5 separate regions of the Mus musculus genome follow, and all the other regions are linked to region 3. The links are chromatin contacts, called in public HiChIP or PLAC-seq maps. All regions are on one chromosome and are shown on one strand. Each heading gives the region's core, a stretch centred on a gene start, on an enhancer-like site or on the middle of the called end of the contact. The rest is flanking DNA. Distances are from core to core; before and after follow the strand shown. Region 1 has its middle 110 kb from the start of Gm39920. Region 2 overlaps Slc12a1 (solute carrier family 12, member 1). Region 3 has its middle 87 kb from the start of 4930583P06Rik. Region 4 holds the start of Dut (deoxyuridine triphosphatase). Region 5 has its middle 62 kb from the start of Gm39920.

The links. HiChIP or PLAC-seq counts read pairs in DNA pulled down with a chosen protein or histone mark.
Region 1: a contact with region 3 is called in a FOXA1 HiChIP or PLAC-seq map of pancreatic cancer cells, with 12 times the contacts expected there. The contact joins two enhancer-like sites. A contact is called at or near these places in 1 of 15 datasets of contacts at CTCF or cohesin (large pre-B cells) and 1 of 115 datasets of contacts at active chromatin or transcription factors (pancreatic cancer cells).
Region 2: a FOXA1 HiChIP or PLAC-seq map of pancreatic cancer cells shows a contact between it and region 3. The contact joins two enhancer-like sites. A contact is called at or near these places in 3 of 39 promoter capture datasets (the 3T3-L1 cell line, the C10 cell line and cranial neural crest) and 1 of 115 datasets of contacts at active chromatin or transcription factors (pancreatic cancer cells).
Region 4: a contact with region 3 is called in a FOXA1 HiChIP or PLAC-seq map of pancreatic cancer cells. The contact joins the promoter of Dut here to the enhancer-like site in region 3. A contact is called at or near these places in 1 of 39 promoter capture datasets (hippocampal neurons), 3 of 115 datasets of contacts at active chromatin or transcription factors (astrocytes, extraembryonic endoderm stem cells and pancreatic cancer cells) and 1 of 9 other capture datasets (embryonic stem cells).
Region 5: a FOXA1 HiChIP or PLAC-seq map of pancreatic cancer cells shows a contact between it and region 3. The contact joins two enhancer-like sites. A contact is called at or near these places in 3 of 115 datasets of contacts at active chromatin or transcription factors (cardiomyocytes, fibro-adipogenic progenitors and pancreatic cancer cells).

The regions. Positions count from the first base shown.
Region 1 is chr2:124,903,817-124,906,681 of GRCm38.p6, reverse strand. No RefSeq gene overlaps it. Among named protein-coding and RNA genes, the nearest start is that of Gm39920, 110 kb to the right of the region's middle. Within about 2 kb of position 1,376, at least 12 of the 459 cell types and tissues checked have an H3K27ac peak or open chromatin away from gene starts, as enhancers often do. A contact at or near this core is called in pancreatic cancer cells, where this site is marked.
Region 2 is chr2:125,207,592-125,210,361 of GRCm38.p6, reverse strand. All of the region lies in intron 20 of Slc12a1 (solute carrier family 12, member 1), which reads right to left. It overlaps Gm14002 (a long non-coding RNA gene), which reads left to right. Exons shown (of 4, transcript XR_866695.2): 4 at 251-2,770. Among named protein-coding and RNA genes, the nearest start is that of Gm46760, 7.5 kb to the right of the region's middle. Within about 2 kb of position 1,326, at least 22 of the 459 cell types and tissues checked have an H3K27ac peak or open chromatin away from gene starts, as enhancers often do. A contact at or near this core is called in pancreatic cancer cells, where this site is marked.
Region 3 is chr2:124,308,279-124,310,978 of GRCm38.p6, reverse strand. It overlaps a transcript of Sema6d not described here. Among named protein-coding and RNA genes, the nearest start is that of 4930583P06Rik, 87 kb to the right of the region's middle. Within about 2 kb of position 1,273, at least 15 of the 459 cell types and tissues checked have an H3K27ac peak or open chromatin away from gene starts, as enhancers often do. A contact at or near this core is called in pancreatic cancer cells, where this site is marked.
Region 4 is chr2:125,246,187-125,248,886 of GRCm38.p6, reverse strand. It overlaps Dut (deoxyuridine triphosphatase), which reads right to left and starts at 1,372. Exons shown (of 6, transcript NM_023595.6): 1 at 991-1,372. The coding sequence starts at 1,139.
Region 5 is chr2:124,854,566-124,857,265 of GRCm38.p6, reverse strand. No RefSeq gene overlaps it. Among named protein-coding and RNA genes, the nearest start is that of Gm39920, 62 kb to the right of the region's middle. Within about 2 kb of position 1,300, at least 25 of the 459 cell types and tissues checked have an H3K27ac peak or open chromatin away from gene starts, as enhancers often do. A contact at or near this core is called in pancreatic cancer cells, where this site is marked.

The sequences.
Region 1 (2,865 bases), core at 127-2,626, 600 kb before region 3:
GGTATTCTGATCTAGCAGCCCTGGCTAGCCAAAGCACCAAATAACCACAGATGGTCCCTGTGATACCTCTGGAAGGGAAGTGGGAACCAACTGACTTAGTCTGTTTTGGAATAAGGCCTATCCTGGAATGGGATTTTGAGTGGCAACATCAGTGGATTAATGGGGAAATTAGATAGAGAAGGCTAGAAATGGAGAAGACCTAGCAGGGAGATGGTGTCTCCTGTAAGGTGTATTGAGCTTAAAGTGGCGATGGTAAAACCAGGGTAGAGTATTGATCATCAGAGCAAGGTAGAACCAAAAAAAAAAAAAAAAAAAAAAAAAACCAAAACAAAAAAACCAAAAAAACAAAAACAAAAACAAAAACAAAACTTAAGAAAATATTCCTGCAAAGGATGAGGAGCTGCTGAGATTGAAGAGGAAGGATGGTTAGGACCTCCCTCCCTAACCTAGTTGATGTAAGCCATTGCTCATGAAGATAAAGGTACTGAGGATGAAGGTAGGAGCAAGAAAGTAGTAGCCTGCTGTATTCAATAATGTGAAAATGCTGCGTGTATGGAGGACTTGTGCACATAAGGCAAACATATGAACTTATTGTGTTGTCTGTTATGAATGGCATCCTTTCTTAATGCCTCCTTTAGCTGTGAAATCAGCCCTGATCATTGTAATGGGACCCACATGGCTCTTCTTGCAGTTCAGGAAGCGGGCTGTGCCATGTGATGCCACCATTGAGTTTCCAGATTGACTCTTTCCTATTTTATGGTCCTTGGGAGAATTAGTTTATTAACTGTTTCAAGGAAGAATGAATGCCAAAGCCCCCTTTGTATGAGCTGACTTTGAGGGGTAGTTGGGGGGCTTGACTGCTACTTCTTGTTGATCTTGTGTTCACTCCTGGTAGACGTGAGTATGCCTACATCATCACAGCAATAGGGTAATACCTTCCATCTCTTGAGACTTTTGTTTTATCAAACATGTTTACCTGAATTGACCTCATATAATCCTTGCAAGCCAACGGTGTAAAATTCGGGCATGAATTTATACAATCCATCATGGCTGTCGGTAAGAATTCACTTATTTGCTCTGTAATAATTGTCAGACACCTACTTTTTCAGACCCAGCGGGAGTTACATTCTCATGCAATAGGAAAATAAGACTTTCCGTGAATCAAGAGATCTTTATTTAGCCCATAATATGAGCAGAACTCTGGGTTGGGCACATTACAAAAAGATTCAAGCAGATATCAGGCAGGGAGGGCCTCTTAAAGTGTTCTGACTGTGGAGACAAACTGTACAAACTCGAAGTGATGATCAAGTAAGAGGCTCTTACCAGGGTGAATGTGGGAAGGAGAAGCACTTTGGATAGCCTTGGTGATTACTCTGGAATATTCCTTGGAGTTCACTGAGAAGGTGGGGCAGAAAGGAATTCACCCTGCTGGAGGGTCAGGGAGGCTCCCAGCAGAGGGTGCTCTTCTCACCTCTCCACCTGGCAACTTGCTAAACTTTGACTTGCTTGTTGGAAAGTGCCCAGCCCAAGGATTGCTGCTGGCTGACTCAGTGTGCCTGAGGATAAGAGTGGTGTTTCCTTGTGGGGCTTTGGAAATCTCCTACCCATACCAGCGAAGACTTTAGATAGGAACCCAGGGAAATGGGCATATTAGGTATAAACAATTTCCATACAGAGGCCTAGAACTATCTTAAAAATAGCTTCACTTGTGAAGAAGAAGGGAGGGTGGGAAGGAGGGGAGGAAGAAAGGATGGATCAAAAGTTACTCCAACTTATGGGTTAAACTGTGTACCCATTTTTTTCATTGGATGGCCTTGCTACTCAAAGTGGTCCATGGACCAGCAGGATCAGAAAGACTAGGTTCTTGTGGAAATGAAGATTTTCTGTCTTCACTGCAAACCTACTGAACTTTGCTCTGTCTAAAGGCATCTCCAGTAGGCACATTTAAAAGACATCAATCATTAGAAGCTCAGAGCATATTTTAACAAAAACACAACACAGTTATTTATTTAACATATCATAATCCTAGTCATAATGATTGAGGCCTAACCCTCATTTTTTTATTGTTAGGTCTGTATGTGAATGTGCTGTAGGTATAGTGGCAGCCCTCAGAATAACCATTTCACTCTTTACCACCTTCCGCATGGCAATGGGAGCATAGTGCTTTGCCTCAAGCTAGTTTGGGTGAAGGAATCCTCAAATGTGCTGAGCTCATAAGGGTGCTGGGTGCATGGAGGAAAAACCATGGGTTTTTCAATTGGATATGGTTTCAAATCTAACTTACCTCTCAGAGCTCATATCCTTAGAAAATAAATCCATGAAAATAGAGATCTTATTTGTCCTATAGCATTTTTTTGCTTATTATTTGTATAATTTCTAGGATAATCTATTTAGACAATTACTGGCACACTGTTTTTGTTTGCTTGTTTGTTTCAAAAATCAAAAGCAGCACTAATTCCTACCAGCTCTACCACAAGTCTCATGGTGTCCAAAGAGAATAAATCATCTGTCCTCTTCACGACCTGGCTTTCTCATGTGCATTCAGCTGGCCCTGAAGATGGGACTGGAGAACACTTCTTGTGGATGCCAAGTGCACACAGGGATGTGTTTCTATTCTGTCTATCCCTGATTCATCCTTACGTCCCAGGCTACCACTAAAAGTACCAGACAACGGTGTCTCTGAGACCAAGCCTGGTAGCTTAGAGTGATTCCTTTGGGGTTCCAGTTCTTGCCCTGCAGGTTGGCATCCCAGGTGAATTCCACAAGGTGAGAAGTACTAACTCACCCCAGAAGACTGCTGTGAGGCCATGGCTCCACTGAGCACCCTTGGCTGCTAACGTAGAGAGCAGGGCTGGGCTGCACCCT
Region 2 (2,770 bases), core at 77-2,576, 900 kb before region 3:
GCTCTCGTTCAACTCCTGGTCTTCTTACTTCTGAGTCTTTAGTGCTGGGGTTACAGGAATGTGCCTCCACACCCTATTGTTTAATCCCCATTACCAGTGGGCCTCAACCTTCCTGATGCTGGGACCCTTTAACCCAGTTCCTCATTTTCTATTGACCCCCAACCATGAAATTATCTTCATTGCTACTACATAACTGTAATTTTGCTCCTGCTATGAATCATAATGTAAACATCTCTGTTTTCTCCCACAGGGTCAAGGCCCACAGGTTGAGAACTGCTACTCTTTACTCCTTTTCAGTGACTCAATCATGATATCTGCCTGCCCTTCGCTGTTATAGATTTTGAGAGAGAATTCCAGGGCTGTAGTGGAGGAAGTAAATGACCTTGAGGTTGTCAGTTGAGAGCAGGTTTTGAATAACTTTCTTCCTGCACACCCCAAAACAACTCTAGTGAGACCAGATACCCAGACTTTGCTGAATAGCCATCACCGTGTTCCCAAGTGCTTCATAAACCAGCCACACAGTAAATGACTGGAGAGACTGCATTTTGAAATTGGATTTAGTGGCCAAAATTGCCTCATGAGTTCTACTGTGCCATTTTTTAAAAAGACGTCATTTAGGGGCTTATAATTCACCATCTGCTTTGAATCTTAAGGACAGCAGAAGGAGGAGCAGAGAAAGCCAGAGGGCAGTCGTATTCTCGCCCATCTCACAACCCCCTTTTCCTTTATTCATTATTAAATTAGAACTCTTTCCTTGGCCAATCACCTTGAAGCCGCACGTGCTTACATGGATCAGTTGCTGATGCCTAGGTGGAGTCAGGCTGGATTGACGGCAGGATGGCAGGGAGCAGTCCTGCAGCCCTGCCTTCCAATCAAGCAATTATTTACTGCTAGGCCATCTGTCTTTATTTTGCAAAGCCACTCGATCAGACACAGCAGTATCACCGTGCTCTGAGCGGGTCATAAATCGCGTGGTACTTACACAGGGTACTCAATTGTGACTCACACTCTATCACTTTGTTTACCACCAGTGCAATCTGGATTCTTTGTTGTAATTGGCAAACTTGCTAAATACCTCTGGGATGTGAAAAATATGAAATGTCACATTTTTTTTTGGTGTGTTGTCAGGCAATAAATTAATTTATTAAGAAGAAACATTAGTCATCAGTACCGGGTGACTTGCCGCAGTGAACGAGTTATAATGTTATGAGCATCGATCTTATTTATACAAAAAGTTATTGTCGTATGAGTCTGTGACACAGTATAGAAACGACTGCCATTAGCTGGTAAATTACCAGGAAAGCTGATTTCTACTCAGTGGTTTATTAACTGTAGTATATGGGCTCTGAATTGCTAATGTTTCCCTTAAATTATAATCTGTGATGACACTGCAGTGCCCATGTTGGGAAAGCTATGATGATAATCATTAACATACTGTAATGCAATACTGAAGATTTATCAGGCTCTTATTAAGCCCTACATTACAGTATAATATAATGAACTGCAAGTTTGTTTTTTCTAATCCAAAATCTACTATGAGGCTTGTGCCATAAATTACTGAAGCTTCATAACAAAGCATGGGGCTGTGGCATCAAGCTAATTTCTGTCATTACGTTTGTTTGTTTTTATCTCACATGTTCTCTGTGTATTTGTGTGACATTGCATTTTTGTTTACCTAGACAGTTGGTACTTATTTTATTAACATCTAACTGTATTTTCCCATCTTAGTTAAGAAGTAGAAAGTATCCAAACATCAAAGCTGATCTAAACACTACTTGTTCTTTGGGAAATTTAAAGGAGCTGTAGTTCAGGATTCTTTGAGAAACACTACATATTCTAGTAGTGGCTTCATGGGAATAAACTCGCAGTACATTCCGGTGCCTGGAGCAGTGAGAGGTAGTAGAGGTGATGTTTTCAGCTCCATCACATATATCAGCTTGAAGAGACTAACATAATACACAAAGCAAATGCACAAACTAAATGCAAGCTGCATGTTTTTCATTCTTGCTTTTAGATAGAAAACATAACGGCAGCAAAGCCAGAAAAAAAAGTCAAAGTAGATAGGACACAGGACTCCGAGGCTACAAGGTGGATCTGACCAGGAAGCCTTTTTCCTGAGGATTAGCTTTTATAGTACCAGAAGGTTCTATGGAAGCTTCCATAGGAGGGAAGCAGTTCATAGCCTTACCCAGCTCTGATGTCCATGAACTACAACAATGACCAGCATGGTAAGATGCAATAGTGGCACTTATAGCTTGGCAGTAACCAACAGCTCTCTAATTGGACTTAAGGCCAGCTCAACATGAGGGAGACCATGCCTAGTTCTGGAGACCTGCCAGCTACCCACGACTCGTGAAGTCATGGATCTTAGAGGAGAACATACCACTGCCACTTTACTAAAGCAGCAACATCCTTAACTGAATTCTAAGGGCTTATACTCAGGGCCTTAAAAGAGTAGTCTTCATTCCTCATCCAAGAAACTTCTCTTTCCAGTAGATGGGGAGAATGACAGAAACCATACCTGACCAAGATGCAGAGAAGAACTGACCGCGTGTTGCCTAGCCCCAACTGGCACATCTACAACACAGCTCATGCATCTAAGGCTCAGGGGACAGCATGGCAGAAGTGGCATAATGATTGTAAGAGCTAGAGAACCAGGAAATCTGCTGTGGGAGAGTGTCTCCTAGACATGACCGGCAAGTTTTTCCTGTGACAACTCAACAATATGGCTGCCTAAGCAAGACCTGAACAAGGATTCCAACACTATTAT
Region 3 (2,700 bases), core at 24-2,523:
ATGTGTTATCTGTTTATAAATTAAGGACAGATAGTGTTTCCATAGTTTCAAAGTCTAGTCTTGTTTTTAAGTTATTTTAACTTTATTTAGTGCTCACAGCAAGAACACTTGGAAACGGAAACAGCAAACTCTAGTAGTTTTTAGATGCCATTTATCCCCAGTGCAACCGCACATACACACACACACACACACACACAAGACTATGAAAGAATAAAATTAAAGTTTGCTTACTGGGCCCCCTAAGTCTGAAGAAAAATCCATACTTTAATTTGTTACTGCAATGGTGAATATTTCCTACACATCAAGATAGACTATAAGATATCTAAGACATGAAGCACAATTTTTCACTTGAGGAAAAAAATTGATTCTTTTATTCTGTGAATTTGTAGTTGCTGTTTTTCTTTAGGATGTCACTGAAAGGTCTAATTGCAGTATATGTTTCTCTGATGAGGACTTGGGATTTCATTAGACAAGGTCCCATGTGGGTTGTCAAATATGTTATTAGCTATGCTTTGACTAAGGAAGCAAAGAGGCAGGTAGAGAACCATTGTAAGCGTTCACAGAGTTCTAACAAGAAAAGCTATTTACTAGCCATCCTTTTCTTGGTTAAGAATGCCTGACAGAAGGCATTTATCAATGAAGAAAGTCTGAGTTCTAAGTTTTAAAGCCATAAAATGGTTATAATATACACACCCGTGAGAACTTAAAAAGGCTGTGCTGAGGTTCTCTGTCCTTGCAATGTTCCATCACTGAGCACTGCTTTGAAATGTCCCCTAAGTAGGAGAGGGGCACACCAGTATCCTATGAGGTATGAAGCAGGACTGTACATATACTTCCCTTGACCTGGCCTCTGCACTAGGTCCTGCACACACATTGTTCTTGACTCAAGGTCTATCCCAAACAGTGCACACACATAGCACCCTTTACTCTATCAACTCCAAAGACTGCACACTGCCCTGACTCATATTCAACCCCAGGCCCTGTATACCCACTGCCCTGGACTCAGAGCCAATCCTAAACACTGCAAACACACTGCATTGACTGAGAGTCAGTCACAAACACTACACATATATTGCTTATGATTCAGAGTTAACCCTAGGCCCCACGTGTACATTTCCTATGACTCAGATCAACCCCAAAGCCTGTTTACACACTATCCTTAACTTAGAATGAACCCCAAGTATTGACTCCACATTGCCCATGGCTCAGGGTCAGTCTCCAGCGTTCCAAATACATTGCCCAATAGTAAACCCCTTGTAATGAGGGGTTACTCTTGACCAAGGTTAAACCCCTAACACTACATACACATTGGCCATATCTCACTGAGGCCCTGAATACACATTGACCATGACCGAGCATTAGTTCCAAGCGCTATATAACACTATATACACATGACTCATGTCAACCTTAAACACTGCAAAAACACTACCATGACTGAAAGTCAAGCCCAAACACAGCACTCTCACTACCTATGACTTAGTATTAATTAACTCTTATCACTGCACACACACATTACCTGTGACTCAGCATCAACTCATGGACTACACATACATTATTATGATTTCGAGTCAACAGACGGCACATGAACTATGCTTGCCTTTCTTAATTTTACTGAGAGCCAGTCCTCACCTTTTGCTTATATTTTTGATTAGCAGTCTTTCCCTCTCCCTCCACCCATCTCCTTTGAGGATTGGCCTTCTGTCTCATCTGAGTTATTTTGATGATAATGTCTCCTTTAAGATGATTATTTGTTTAAAGTTCAAGCTAATAAAAATAACGTATTCCATTAAAAATATTCCAGAGACAGGAACAGCATTTCAGGATGTTAATTGCTCATGTTACCAACCATCCATGAAACATATGCCTAAAGTGCTCAGAAAGGCTCCAGAACATCTCTTGCAGCTATAAATCTTTTCCAGGTATGATTATGTGAGAACAGAAATACAGAAAGTGCATCCAACAGCTGGAGTCAGATGGTTTACTCAAGTAAAAGTATGAAATTAGATTGAAATGAACTTAATTAAAAGGAGGGGGGACACCCAATTTAATATGGGATTTAATTCATCACATCCTCACTCAAGTTTCTTCCAGCTCCATAGAAACAAATGTGGCCTGTGCCCCAAAGCTAGATGAGGCTCTGATGAAGTGTGAAAGGATGGCCACACAGACACAGCCTCACAGTGTGTGCTCTCCTCTCTCTCTCCTCCTCTAATGGCACCGAATGCACAGTTGCTTAAGAAAGACAGAGCCAGACAGGAAACTGAGCTTGGAAACATATCTGTTTCAATTGTCTCCATCACTTGGCATTCATTTGTACACATTTCATCACTTAAAAATGGCGATTACTAAGTCTGACTTTTAATGTAATGGTAGCTGAGGAAAATAGCAATACACAATGTGAAGAGGGAGGGGTGGGGAGGGAGGGATGGGGAGGGAGGGAGGAATGTGGGATGGTAAGGGAGAGGAGAGGAGAAAGCAGAAAGGTGTTCATTTCAGATCACTTGTCTTTTGGTTTTCATCCTCAAAGGAAAGAAGCAAAACCAACCAAACAAACAAATGGCCTCTTTTAAGAGTTAATGTTTATCAGTCATGTTTTTTTCCCATTTTTTAATCTTCTTAAACATCTGTTTCTGCCTCTGTGCTATGGAAGGCAGATTAATAAAATCGTACATCAAGGAATGACATGCTTATAATTATACA
Region 4 (2,700 bases), core at 123-2,622, 940 kb before region 3:
TGTGTTCTGTGGTTTTTGTCTCTGAAAGTGAAGGCTGGCAAATTAGCATGAGGAGCAGGAAGGCAGACTTAATTCATAGAAAGAATATGAAAAGCCAACCAAAGAGCAAACATCTAACACTCAATGGGCCTCACTCCGCTAGGCACACTTCGAGCCTGCGAACGCATATAAACCTATACTTTACTTTTGTAACGCTTCTCTTGATGAGAATGAACCTCCCGAAGAAAATGTTAAAAAAACACAGGTGAGAGGCAGAGATGCACTGCATTCCCCCTGCCTTCCACGCTATGGCTGTGAACTTCAGTGGCCGAAGAGAGCTGGTCTCCCAGAGCAGCTCTTGGGGGTGGACTCTGATCACAAGCGATTTTAGAAAGTCCATCTACCAAATACTACTGTAGTCTCTTATTACTGCAGCTCCCTTCCTGATCCAACGAAACTTCAGACTTTACAATGAGCAGCGCTGGAAGTCTGGCATGTGGTAGAAGAGTACGTTCAGTCACACGGAATTTTCACTCTGTAACATCAGCCATTCCCAATACACAGCAAACACCCGCTTATGTAGAAAATGGCCATAGTATCTAATTTCTCCCAAGACAGGGCATGTTAGATGCATACATTCAGGTCATTAGGCTTGGTGACTTTACACTGAGCCACCTCATAAGCTAGCCCTGGATGGAGCTCCTTAAGTTCCCAGTCCTTGGACGGGATAAGAGAAGTACACAGCTTCCATAGATCCTTTTCCTAGACTTTAACGTGCACACTGCAGACAGTCACACTTCGGTCAAGAATAAGCCTTGCACATCCGGACCTTCCACTTGGAAAGGGTGGAGCGCACGCTGCACAGTAACGCTTTGGAAATGTTATAACCCTTTACTTTCCGCTCGCCCAAACCCCTACTGAATTTGCTCAAGGTGAACTCAGGTCTCTGCGGAGCCACGACTGCACCCGGGCTCGGTGTTTGCATTCCTGCCGTCGGGCCACGGCTCTCACCTGAATAGGTCGTAGCCGGCAGCGCGCGCGGACCCGCGGGTGGGCGCCGTGGCGTGCTCCGAGAGCCGCACGAAGCGCAGAGAAGCGCCATCCTCCGCTCGAGCCCTCTTGGAGGCAGAGACGGCCGCGGCATCTTCCGAGCAGGGCATGGCGGCGGGCGTGGAAAAAGCAGAAAGCAATGAGCGTGCGAGAGCCTACCCGCCGAAAATCTCCCGCCTGGACGAGCCCACCGCGCAGGACAGGGGACGCGGCCTTCCGCAAAGGGCTCGAGCGCGGCCTAGAGGAGGCACCGACCTCGCCAGGCTCCCCTCCTCGGGGTCCGCAATGGACTCGTCCCCGCGCTGCAGGCCAGGCCCTGGCTCACCGTTACCTGCTCAGACCAGGGCTCCCTCCAAGCGCGCTCCCGCTCCAACTCCCCCACTAGCGCGCTCTCTCGAACTGCCCTAATCCTCCCCACCCCGTGCGCGCTCCCGCCCCTGCCCCCCACCCCCTCACCAGCGCGCGCGCTCCCGGCCGGAGCTCCTCGGCTTCCTCGGCAGCTCCGGCTCCGCGCCGACCCGAGCGCACGCCCGCGGAGCAGAGCGGCCTGCAGGCGGGCGCGCAGCAGCACGCTTAGGAGAGGCATGGCGCTGGAGGCCCTGCAGGCCCTGAGGCCGCTGCCCCGCCCCGCGCTCCGCCTAGCGGCCCTCCTACGTGCTTTTCCTCGCCCTGACCTGAACAGATCTTTTGCCTTCCACCACCGGACCTGCAGGGCATTTTAAAATTCCTTGACCTCAGCCAAAGCAACAAGGAGCCAACCCCCACCCCCACCCCCACCCCCACCCCCACCCCCACCCCCTCGCCGGTAGTTGGGAGTCAAACTTTTTTTTTCCAGAGAGGATAATTAAAGATCTTTCTGGAGTCTCCGGTTTTATCTGGACTATACCATAAACACGTGGAACTCAAGTTGTGGTGCACTTCGATTTTCAAGATAAATAGAAGGCCCAAGGCACTTTTATAGAAATACCGACTATACATATTGGGGCGATTGGTTCCCCTGATGGGTGTGCAATACACTACACTTCTTGAAGCTCTTTTAAAGCATCTGTTATTGTGCAGTCCCACGATGTGTCTGTGTGTCTTGCAGGTCATTGCCAGTGCGAGGTTATCTTCTCCTTGTTCCTTCCACCTTTAGGTGGGTTTAGGGTTAGACCTGTGGTGGCCAGGCTCTTTACTCTCAGAATGTTTTTATTTACATTTCTTCTTATTACAGTCTGCACATGCATGTATTTTCTTGCCTAATGTCTACTTGTTGGTTAGATTCAAAGTCCATGAGGGAAATTGATCCAGCCTTTGTATTCTTGGAGTCTAACCGTGAGTTTCAAAAGCCCTCACAGGTGCGCCTGCCCCCCCCTCTTCCCTTCCCCCCTCCCTTTTCTCTTCTCCCCCTCCCCTTCTCCCTCCCCACTCTCCCTCTCCCTTCTACTGCTTCAGCACCATGCCCGCCTGCTCCACACCATGATAATGGACTAACCCTCTGAAACGGTAAGAAAGCCCCCAGTTAAATGCTGTCTTTATAGAGTTGCCTTGGTCATGGTGTCTCTTCACAGCAGTAGAACACTAAGACAGATGGTGATCGCATTGTTTAGTAAGGAGGGCTCCTGTGCATTATTTCTTCTCAGAAATCTTAATATTGGTGCTTAATCCTTTAAAACAAGATTATTGTTGGGC
Region 5 (2,700 bases), core at 51-2,550, 550 kb before region 3:
TCTATCTATCTATCTATCTATCTACCTACCTATCTACCTATCATCTATCTATCTACTATCTATCTATCTATCTATCTATCTATCTACCTATCTATCATCTATCTATCATTTATCTATTGATATAATATATCCTATACATAGACAGTCTGGGAGCAATAATAGCCCAATAGCAAGAAGGATATTCATCCCTTGATAACTATATGTTGCTATTATTCAAAATAAACCAGTGAGAAATCCCAGAGATGAGGCAAAATAAAACACAGATAATTCTGAAGCAATCACTTGTATTAGAAAGTAAAGATATATCCAATAAACAAGGTATATGATTGGGAACAAGCCAAAAAGACACAAATTAATCTGAGGGGCTCCCACTGACTGATTCTTGGACAATATATCAAAACAGTTATAATAACAAACTAGGAGCCACAGACTAAAACAGATGACCACGCTGAGATCAATACACAAATGAATAAGTTAATGGAAAATTTATCAAATTTCAAAATATCTCCCTAAAAATACTTATGTAAAGCAAATAAAGACAACTATGGCAGAGAAGGTGGTAGTCACCAGGCTAACCAGCTGGTGGATGTGAGCATCTTCACAATAGAACAAAATCATGAACTGCCTTGCGGAATACCGGGGCACCACAGTGTGCTTGTGTGGTCTTCCTGCCCAAAAAACACAGTCAGAATACAATTGTGGCAAATTACAAGATGACAACAGAGAGAGGACTCACTTCTTAACATGGCCAAGTTATGAGCAGGGCAACAGCCTGCTGCTAGGTGGGATTTGTTTGTTTAGACTGTGTTATTTTGCTACACAACATTGCTGTGACACAATGTGAGTCGTCAGTGAGAAGGAGATGGTAGTCACATGCCAGTGTTGTTTTTCCTTCTGGATGCTATGCTGGGCTGCATGGGGGGAAGGCTCTGGCACCCAGAGGAATGAATGTAGTTTTGTCCTCACTCTTCAGTGGTTCAGAAAAATGCCCTATTTGTATTTTTTGCTGTTTTGTCAGCGTTCGTGTCAGGTTCACACTCTAAACAAATCCCAGCTGTGTGTTGTGCTCTAAGCTAAGCTCCTGAAACAAAGGTGCTGAGACAAGCATGGGGTAGAGAAGCCATGAGGAGTTTCTTCATCCTCTGGGTAGTAGCAGAGACATGGTTAGAAGTCAGTAGGCCTCCTGTTCTGTGGGGATCATGAGTGGGCACTAGGAATGGGCGTGGAACATAGGAATGGGAAATGGGGGCAGGGCTTAGCTTGTGAGAGGTGTTGAGTCAGACAGGATTCTGACTGTGTGTGTGTTCACTATTCGTAATGTTATCAGATAAAACTGAGAGCACCTCCACCCTGACACCCTGGGCTGCTCTAGGAGCATGCAGGGTGATCCTAGAGTCTTGCTAGATGTCATATAATCCTGGTGCTTTCCATTTGACAAGGATGGCGTAGACCACTCTCACTTGGCTCATCCTTTCTCTGCTTGTGAACTATGGATGCTATGGAGTGTTCACCCTGTTCTAGGTTTTGCCTCACCCTGTTTTTCTCAACTCACGGTTGTGGGTCTCTAGGATGAGAGAAGGGGGAATATAGTAAACCCAGTTTGAGTGCTAGACTGCAGTAAGTTTCCATTTCTTTATGGATACCTTCCATGCAGTAAGTTTTCATTTCACCCCTGTGATATAGGCTCCCTCCCTTTATATGTAGAGTCTCTCTCACTCTTACTACATTACAAAGAGCAGAGACTGCTTAGGTGGCCTCTGTTACCTTAGACTACAACAACTGAGTTATTTCCATGCAAATAGACTGAGACCGAGACTCATGCTGCTATAGAAAGGATACATAGACAAAAGGGAAAGTATAGACTCAGGTACCCCAATACCAAGTTCTTAACACAAAGGGGATTTTATCTGCCCCAGAGGGACAGAGAGCAGGGTTAAGGGACAAAGATAGGAAATAGAGGAAGAGAGAAAAGGGGCAGGGCGTAAGGGAGAGGGAAGAGGGGTATTTGTCCCAGAGTACAAAGGTTTGCTTCTGGATAGACAGGTGACAGATGTGGTACATAGTCAAATGGCTACTTATAAAGGTAAAAAGGGAAACCCCATGTTAGGATGAGGTATTTAATTTTAACTGGGCGTGTTAACTAGATGGGCCAAAGGAGGCTTTTGATTTCTTGACTTCCATACTTTGATAGCTGGACATTGGTAGTCAGCCTCAAGAGAAGGAAGTAGCCAAAAGGGAAAGGACCTTGGGGCTAGCTTCAGGCATGTAATCTAATGATTTTTAGTAAGGCAGAGGTTATGGGAGGGAAGGGCAAGGTTGCCAGAGTCATGCTGGCCACACTTGACTGACCAGAGTCCCTTCAATAGACTTCTTTAGACCAATAGAAAGAGAGAGAAGGAGAAAGGATTCCTGTCAGAAACATCCTAAGCCTAAATAAACCCTTTAGAGTCTGCTCTGCCCAACAAGGAGAATCTTTCAACCTGAGAACTCTGGAAACTTGCCAAGAAACTCCATTTCATCTGGAGAGGAGCCGCTTTCCTGTCTTTAATTTGTCTTACCTGCTAGTGGGTACCAAGCCTGCTTTCTCCCCACAGGACTTGGCTCTTGCATCTACCCTAGTGTACTGTAGTCACAACTCTGATTACCCAGCACTGAGCAAAGACTGGCCTTTCAGGGGTTGTCTTTCTGACTGGAATTGCA